Regions from separate parts of the Mus musculus genome. Here region 2 is linked to region 1. Evidence: chromatin contacts called from public Hi-C data. All regions are on one chromosome and are shown on one strand. The core of a region is the stretch at or near the end of the contact, and the rest is flanking DNA. Distances in the headings are between cores, read along the strand shown.

The links. A called contact is a pair of places that touch in the nucleus more often than the background predicts.
Region 2: a contact with region 1 is called in a Hi-C map of muscle stem cells, with 4 times the contacts expected there. The contact joins the promoter of Eif4ebp1 here to the promoter of Alg11 in region 1. A contact is called at or near these places in 1 of 39 promoter capture datasets (pre-B cells) and 1 of 484 Hi-C or Micro-C datasets (muscle stem cells).

Annotation. Positions count from the first base shown.
Region 1 is chr8:22,057,577-22,062,199 of GRCm38.p6, reverse strand. Alg11 (asparagine-linked glycosylation 11 (alpha-1,2-mannosyltransferase)) reads right to left here and starts at 1,479. Exons shown (of 4, transcript NM_001243161.1): 1 at 1,430-1,479; 2 at 84-314. The coding sequence starts at 1,473. It overlaps Atp7b (ATPase, Cu++ transporting, beta polypeptide), which reads left to right and starts at 2,126. Exons shown (of 21, transcript NM_007511.2): 1 at 2,126-2,228. The coding sequence starts at 2,145.
Region 2 is chr8:27,258,162-27,262,756 of GRCm38.p6, reverse strand. It overlaps Eif4ebp1 (eukaryotic translation initiation factor 4E binding protein 1), which reads right to left and starts at 2,430. Exons shown (of 3, transcript NM_007918.3): 1 at 2,207-2,430. The coding sequence starts at 2,348.

The DNA.
Region 1 (4,623 bases), core at 230-2,729:
ACTGAAATCTGTGGAAACTAAAATTCAGTATGATCTTAGCAAGCAGTAGCGCTGTGTTTGAGCTAAGAAAGATGCATACCTACTTTTTCTGCAGGGCTCTCAAAGCACACCACAGAACTCTCTCTCCTCCGCCACCTGCATTACAGTATGGATGGAAAAATGCAACCACCGTTTGTTCTTTTCCATTTTTGCTGGTCGACACAGACTTCTTCTTTCTCTGTAGATGCCACCTGATAACCCAAAGGCCAATGACCAAATATACACACAAAACTCCGCATATCATCAGTCCAGGAAAGAAGAGTGAATAGAAAAACCTGAGATAAATAAAAGGTGAAAATCAACCTGTTGTCAATTTAAAAAGTCAGCTACAAACTAAGGTTTACTTTTTACACACTTGCTTAATATTAAGTTCTGTAGCTCCTAAGTCTGCTAAAAAAATTATTTAAAAAAAAAGTGCCGGGCGGTGGTGGCACATGCCTTTAATCCCAGCACTTGAGAGGCAGAGGCAGGAGGATTTCTGAGTTTGAGGCCAGCCTGGTCTACAAAGTGAGCTCCAGGACAGTCAGGACTATACAGAGAAACCCTGTCTCGAAAAACAAAAACAAAACAAAACAAAAAAACAAAAAAAATTAATTTTTTTCCCCTTAGTGGTGATGACTGGTGATTCAGGGCCTCAAAGATGTTAGGTAAACACTTGATTCCTAGCCAATACATACCCATATTTAAACCAAATGCTTGGAAGAAAGGTAACTGTAATCCAAAGCTTTGAATTACTTATCAATGACCATTATAATGCAGAAAGTCACTCATGACAATGTACACTGTACAGAGCTGGCAGCATTCCATTTATCGGGAAAAGGCCAAGAATGTGCTAGAACAAACTAGCCTATTCATATTTTTAGCAATCACTACAGACCTTGAAGCAGACAGCTCAGAAAGGAAGATGTAATACAAACTCTGGCAAGAATGCATGTATCCACTGCTCTTCAGAACGCTATTTCGCTAGCTATAAATGTTCAACCTGAACAAAAACACATATGAACTTAGGTAGGCTTTCATAGGGCAGAAACAACTTTTGAAATATGGAACTATTACAATAGTAGTGACCACCGGGTGGTTAACATTCCTGTTTATTTCTACCAACTTTATGTAATTCTTACATAAGAAACGATATGTATCTCAAAGGCAAAACCAATATATTTACAACTTTAAACATCAACCAGGAAAGAAGAAATCAACAGATGGTCAAGTAGCAGAGAGTCAACCAACTGGTTTACGAAGCAGCAGGTAGCCAGTTAAGGAAAACAGCTGATCGGCATGCGAAACAACCGAGGTAAACCGAGGCACGAAGAAAGCGCTTCTACAGACTTTATCTGGACTGCCTCCAAACCCTCCACGCCCTCGTGAGCTCAGGCCACCAGATCCTCACCGCAGCACGGCGTACACGCACCAGCTCCCAGTGTCCGCCGCCATCTTATCCCACCCTCCCCTCTCACAGCCCGGAAGCGCTTGCCTGTTCTTCTATCCTATTGGCTCCTGAGGAAGCGTGTGCCGTTAGCCACGCCCCCCGCTTACACGCCTTCCTGCAGGTTGCCTAATAGCCGCTTCCCACAGGCGGGGCGCACACGGGCCCATCCCACTTGGGCCACGCCGCTGCGGTGGCGGTGGTGGGGCGTGGCTTGTGATGGACAGCCGGCTCTCTCGCCCCTCCCACCCCACTCGCCCCGCCCACTTCGCTCCCCCCCCTCCCGTCTGGAAGCCCCCTTGAGGGCGCCCAGCCCTGCCCCCACCGCGGCGCTGCCAGCCGGTTGGGACCCAATGGGAGGTCCGGGCGGGCGACGAGCTAATCTTCCAGTACAGAGTCCGCTCTTTCAGAGGTGTCGGCGAGTCCCCAGCGGCCGCAGTAGCGGGGCGCGGGGTGGAGAGGGGGCTGCGCTGGAGCGGGCGTCCTGAGACTGTGGTCCTCGCTGCACCCTATCTGCAGCGCACCGCGGACCTCGCTGTCCGTAGTCCGCAGCGCCGGGGCTGGGAGATCTGAGCCCTGTGTTCCCCAGGAACCACGGATGCGCTTCTTCGCGCCTCCTCTCCCTGGCTTGTAAAGTCGCCCTTCCCTCCCCCCAACCAGGTGACCTTTGGGCTCGGGGATGGATCCCAGGAAGAACTTGGCGTCTGTGGGGACGATGCCTGAACAGGAGAGACAGGTCACAGCCAAAGAGGCCAGTCGGAAAGTAAGTTTCCTTTGCCTGACCGCAGCGTGTACGCACCTGCTCAAAGCGCTTTTCTCCTCGGTTCCTCCAGGGCTCGTGACTGTGGACACGTACCCCTGAGAACCCGGGAGGAAAACCCTCTAGATCAAGGGTGCCACTAGCCCTCTGGTGTACAACGATTTCGAGCCCAGAACTTTCCCCGGTCCTTATTAAAGAGCTCTTGAGCGTGGGCTTGCTGTATAAAAACTCTAGTTGCTCCTGGGAGTGCTAATACCTCGCTAATGCCTGGCTAATGCTCCTCAAAAGGTCTACATCCAAGTCCTGTACCTTGAAGGCATTCATTTAATAATACAGGGGGTTAATTAATGCAGCCTCTTAGAGATGCAAACAGCGTAGAATATTTAACATGAAAAGCAGGTCTGTTTTTCTTTTCTTCATGTGCGTTTTCAATCAACAAATACTTACTGAAACTTGTATAGGTCGCAGGCATATGATGAATTCTTGAAGATTTGTGCATTGTTTTAAAATATTTTGTCTAGCTTAATTGAAATCACGTTTTATGTTCTCGGAACTTTTTTTTTCCAATTAGTTATACTTTGTAGATTGTTTCCCAGAGTGTCATAGGTGTTCCCCATAGTCTGTTGGTGGTTCCCTCTTGGGTGGTCATGGCGATTGCTTCCTTTCTTTCCCAGTTGACGTGATCTTTGCACTTGAATTGTTGTGTGTGTGTGTGTGTGTGTGTGTGTGTGTGATGGAGGTTAGGGGCATCTTGCTGGACTTAGTGCTGCTTTTCCCACCATGTGTGTCAGTGTGTCGGGTCGTCGGGTTTAAAAGCTAGTGCCTTTACCCACTGAGCCATCTTGCCCTACTTGTACTTGAGTCTTTTTTTTTTTTAAAGCATTTATTTATTTGTTTTATGTGTATATGGGGAAGAATGGAGGGGGAGAGAATCTAGGCGTGAGAGGTCAGCAGAAGACGTCCAGGAGTTGGTTTTCCCTCCTTTCAGCAAACAGGTCCTAGGGCTTCAAGATTGTGTGCATCCACTCATCGAGCCATTCAACTGGCCTTACACTTGGTTATTGACATCGAATTTAATACTGGGCGTATTTCTTTAGGTCTGGATTGCTGGATTGGAGCTTGCTCCTTTTGTTCAGGTCTCTGAAACTAATTAATCCAGCAGTTTTATCCAGCGTCCCTTGTTAGTGAAATTCATGTAGACTCTGGTGTGTAGGAATGAGAGGGGTGTAGGTTAATGGACAGGCAGGGAGAGAGGTGGCTGAGTAGGTGTGAAGACAGCCCACACCGGGTAGGGGTGGCCAGAGCAGAGAAGGAGATGCCCCCTATCTTTGTCAGTGTCCCCCTGAAAGAGTAAAGTCTTTATCTAATCAGGTGAAATTGAAGACCTGCTCCTCTGTGGAAGCAGTCGGTTAACTGCTCTGTCTCTTGTTGGCCTCACCCGCTTCTGAATTACACTGATAATGGCTTTAGGCGAAGTCACTGAACTTATTATATGCGTGACACTGTATTAGTTTTTACTCCCATGTGTTTACTCGTTCGATTCTTAGGACCCGTGCCACTTTGTCTTTATTCAGTTTTTTTGCGGTGCTGAAAGGCAAACCCATGGTTCTGTGCTCTGACATAGATTTTTGCCTTAACTCTGTGCTCAGGACCAACACAGGGCCTCTAGCATTCTGCTAGTGACTGCATTTCCAGACCTCACCTGCCTGTTACCATTCTATTGCCACTTTGTCCTTGCTGTGGTTCAGCACGTGCTTTTTTGGATATTGTTTCAGAAATGCTAAGGTCCCAGGACCTTTATATGCAGCTATGACTTAAGACCTTTCCTTTAGGGAAGTTTACTTTCCTATAGAATGGCTTAGGGGTGCGATTTACCAGCAGGGGTAGGTGTTGGGGGCACAAAGGTTTTTTACTCACAGAGAAGCACTAAGAGAACCAGAAATGTTAATCAAGCTGGGGTGTCTCCTCAAGTGGGGAGGGGTGTAAAAATCAAATACCTTCATTCCATCCAGAAAGCTGAGGGTAGATTTTGTTAATGACCTGGTGATCTATTTTCTATCTGTGGAGGCAGACTCACCTACCTTTTGCTATAGGGGCACACCTCACCCAAATTCCCCAGAATACTTATCCCAGACTCTTCCCTCCCTAGACTGTCACCCACCTTTAGGGGAGATGTCAGGAGTACTTTATGGCCTGCTGATCTCTACCATCCTATGAAACCACACTACATTCTAGGCCTTTTAGCTAAAGAACCTACCTACCTCCTTTGCGGTCACATGTAGTTTGCAAAGGAATTTCTATGTAGTCACACTTCAAGCTTTACTGTGCACCTAGATTGAAATGACTGTTGCCTGGAAACCCTTACCAAAATTGTGTTTTAAATATTCTGGCTGTGAAG
Region 2 (4,595 bases), core at 1,181-3,680, 5.2 Mb before region 1:
ATCCCTTTCCCTTGTAACTCCTGAGTACTCAAAATGGAATGTGAGCCAATCAAGCATATAATGGTTAGGCAGATGACTCAGTCCTGATTCAAGCTCATGGGCTTTATACGCCCATAGATCCAGAGGACAGAGTAGACCTCAGGGTGATTCACTTGACCTTGAACTCCCAGCTGGCCCCTGATACAAGTAAGAAAATTCAAAAGTTAGATGGATTTGCAGAGAATAGATGAGAGCAAAGAGAAATAGCCCAAAGGGTATTCAACAGCTGTTAACCCCGGAATTACCAACACTCAGTAAGGTGAGGCAGGAGGATCTCTGTGTAGCCCTGGCTCTCCCGTAACTCACCCTGTAGACCTCTGCACTCGGATTCCGTATCTCGTTGGGGTGCTAAGTGATGAGAAACATTCTGGAGCAAATGGGTCAAGCTTCTGCCCTTTAGCAGAGGCGACCTGGAATGAATGGCCTTTGGGAAAAGATCCCACTCCTTAAATTAACTGGCTTTGGCAGAAACAAGCAAGTCTTTCCTCGAGCTATGGACTGTGTGACACACAAACAACAACAACAGCAACAAAAATCTGACAAGGGCCAGCTGGCTTTGGGGACCTGACACTGCTTTCTTTCAGTTAAGAAGCAAATGCTACACTCTAAGGAAACCCCTTCCTCTTCAAAGACAACGGGAACTACCTGGTCTGCCAACGGACACTTCGCAGACCACAGTGAGAAGTGGATCAGAGTGCATTACAAACAGTACTGGCTATTGCTACCCAGCTAACCTGTTCATCCAGAAAGGGACGGGCAAGAGAGAAAATAAACGTTTCCCAGAGCCTTTAGGTCTGTATCGGTGCCTATAAAAAATAAAAATAAAAAATACACCCTGATTCACACCTCGCCTAAAAGGACTCAACTCTCTGTGAAACTTTGTGCTCAACACAAAGTTCTGCGAAAAGACAAAGGGGCAACAGCGTGAACTAAAAAGTGGCCAGCGGGGTTGAAGAACTCCAGTAACGGGAGGCCAGAAGCCTGCAGAAAACTTTTCCTTTGGGCCGTTTCTAATAAGAGGGAGCCGGCTTTCTCCCCCTGCCCTGCTTGCTACTTCTTGCTGAGTGTAGGAACTCAGCATGACGATGCACAACAGACACGTGCTCAAGCAGCGAGGCCTTGGTGCTGTGTCCTGAAGATCACAGAACCCAGTGGACACTGACTGAGCTCCAAGATCCCTTCATCGGTGCCTTGGTTCTGGGATCTGGCTGTGCTCCCTGGTGCAGGGACAGCTGCCCGAGAAAATAGGCATGTGGCCCGGCTGCGCCAGCAGTAGCCCAAGGTTCATCACCGCGCCAGGATTCCTCTTGTTTTTGAGTTGTAAGAGGAGTAGTTGGGGGAGGAGACCGGGGAGGGGAGAAGCGCAAAAGTGGGTGGGAGCGGCGCGAGGATTGGGAGGGAAGTAGTGAGCCACGAGGATTTCATCATGCAAACAGGCGGGTAGGTTTCATCAGCGTCTATACTGGGGCTCCAGGGCAAGCTGGGAATGCCTGGTTCCCGGAGGCCGGCCCCCACCCGCGCCAACTCAGCTTCCTCTTCCTCATCCTCCGCCACTTGGGCCAGTTCAACGCTGTGCCCTGCCCCCCAGGCCCGAGGAACGTGTTGTTCTGCACTACACCAGACGCCGCCCCTGCAGGAATCTCTCTCTTAACACAAGCCACAGGTGGCAGAGAAGCACCCTCAGCGTCCAGCCTCCATTAATGAGCGAGTGTCCAAAGCAAAGAGGGCTGCCTCCGGAAAGGTTAAAAAAAAAAAAAGTGTGCAGGCGTCACTTATTCCAAGGGAGATCAACTAAACTTAATCTCCAGGCCAGCCTCTTTCCCTGATCTTGTCCCACCCCAAACTGCCCTGACACCCACAGAGGTCGCCCTTAAGCACATGGTGGTCCTGGCAGAGTGCCTATCTGTATGCTCAGGGCACTCTGCCGTATCTCCCAGGAAAAGGCTAATAATGCAGGCAGTTTGCAGCCGGGTTCCAGACCACGCTCCACCACACCCAGAAGGCGAGCAACCGAGACGGTGACCCTTCTGCTTTCCCGACGCCCCTCGTCCGTTCTGGCCAGCTACCGAACCCCTCGAATGCCGCCCTCCCCGTCGCACGTGAGACTCCGGATCCCGACGTATCCTCCAGCCCCCCGAGGTCGCCCGTGACCCCGGCCAGCGCCTACCTCCCGGGGTGGTGCTGAAGAGCGTGCCGCCCGGAGTGGTGCTGTAGTCCCCGGGCGGGAGCTGCACGCCATCGCCGAGGGCTACGCGGCGAGTGGGGATGGCCCGGCTGGGAGTCTGGCTGCAGCTGCTGCCCGCCGACATGTCTCCTGCACGCCGCCCACGACCCTCCAGCAACCCCGCGGCACCTCGGCCCAGCCCTTCTCGTGCCCGGCCCGCCCCTTCCGCCTGGGCTCCACGCCCCCTGAGACTTGCGGTCCGCCCGGCCCCACCCAGCCCCAGCCCGCTGCCTGCAAGTGGTTCCCCAGCTGCTGACCTAGGCAGCTTCTGTCCTCTCCAGTGCAGGAACCCCAGTGTGGGCCCCTTGGGTTCCCTGGTTCCTCCCCGAGACTCTGGGAAGATCTAGGTAGGGATGACGGTGGCAGAACTCTCCGATTTGGTGGCAGCGTCTCAGCGCACCAGACCGCCTGCTTTCTATATTAGGATGTGACCTCTCGATCCCAGGCCGATCCTCAGAGAAGAAAGGGTGGGCTGATCCTTCGCCATTCTTAACGTTTCTACAGCTTTTACAGTTTTACAGTTTTTAGGAGTCAGAGCAGCGGCTGCACAGCGCACATTCCTGGACTTGGAAGGAGTAGTGGAAGAGTAAGAGGGACCTAGCCAGCCAGCTAGGAACCGAATATAAATCTGATGAGGAATGGGCAGGATCGAAGCTCTGCGTACTGTGGGCTGGGAGGATTAGAGTTAACCGGTCAAAGATCCGCATAGTACTTGGACTGGGTTCCACTCCAGCACTTTGTCTGGTAGTCACTAGGGAGGGAAGGGAAAATGCATGTCCAATCGGTTACAGTGTCTGTGTCAATCAATCTCCATATGGTAGGAAATGCCTATAATCCCGACCGTGAGGAGGCTGAAGCCCTAGGAGGATCCCAAGTTGACAGCCGAGGGAGGGCCAGAACCCTGTTCTCACTGTTGTCCGGGCTGGCCTGAGAGAACACACTGGGCCACCTTCCTCCCTTTGGGAGAAGCATGTTGAAAGGGGTTTTGCTTTTTGCCTTGTTTGGTTGTTCTAGAGGCCCCAGATTTCCTGGAACTACGATTTCAGGGAAGGGCCTGTTTATAAAGTCCAACATCCAAGTTCAGCATTCAAGTGGTCCACACTTGTCCCAGCAATGAGGAGACTGAAGCAGGAGGATTCTAGCCTGTGCTACCCAGCAAAACCCTGTCTCAGACACAGAAAGAAGAGAGAGAGACTTAAGCTGGGCATGCTAGCTCAGAGAAACTGAGACAGGAGCATTACAGAAAAGCTGAGGGCAGACATGGTTGTGGCGAGTTTGATGCACAGCCTGGGCCAGACATGTTAAGACGCTGTCTTAAACCGTGAAAGAGAGAGAGAAAAAAAAACACGGGGAAGGGGAAGCTTGGAACACAGCTCACTTGGTAGACAGTTTACCACGTATACACTAAGTCCACGGTTAAATCCGAAGCATCAACATAAAAACTGAACGTGGTGGCACTTTGTAAGCTTATAATCCTAGAACTCGGGAAGGGAAGGTTGGGGGATCAGCACTCGGGAGGCAGAGGCAGGCAGATTTCTGAGTTCGAGGCCAGCCTGGTCTACAAAGTGAGTTCCAGGACTGCCAGAGCTACACAGAGAAACCCTGTCTCAAAAAAACAAAAACAAAAAAACAAAAACAAAAACAAAAAAAAAACAAAAAAAAATTGGCCAAGCCAAGCCCAGTGGCTCTCTCTTACAGCTGCCTACAGACCCAAATAAGAAACTCTCATCTACATCTCCAGCACCATGTCTGCCTGTGTGCCACCATGCTCCCTGCCATGATGACAATGGACTAAACCTCTGAAACAGCAAGAAACCTCAATTGAATGTGCTCTTTTATAAGAGTTGCAGTGGTCATGGTATCTCGTCACAGCAATAGAACACTGACTAAGACAGTGTTCTATTACCCCTAAGGCACTTGGATAAGTTGAGGAGTTAAAGATGATTGCCCACAAGCCTACAGCCACAGCTAGGAGGGACCTGAGCCTGAGGGTAAGCACCGTTTCCCTGCCTTGGTAGCTCCATTGAGTAGCTTTCCAGGGAAGATAAGCTTCCCTCCTGGGCTTTGCGAACCACATGGCCCTGAGAATGATCGTTTTAGAGTTTTCTTACAAATTCCCTGCTCAATTCTTTCTCTTGCAGACCCATTTTGCCTATGGTGATTTCTGCCTCTCTCAGAGCAGGCACTCATTCATATCAAGTCTTCTAATGGAATATAAAAGGATATGGGGGATTGAGATGACCAAGCAGATAAAGGTACTTATTGCCAAATCTAACCTGAGTTTCATCCCTATGAGAGCTCGGGAACAGATTCCCATAAAATTACCTCTTCC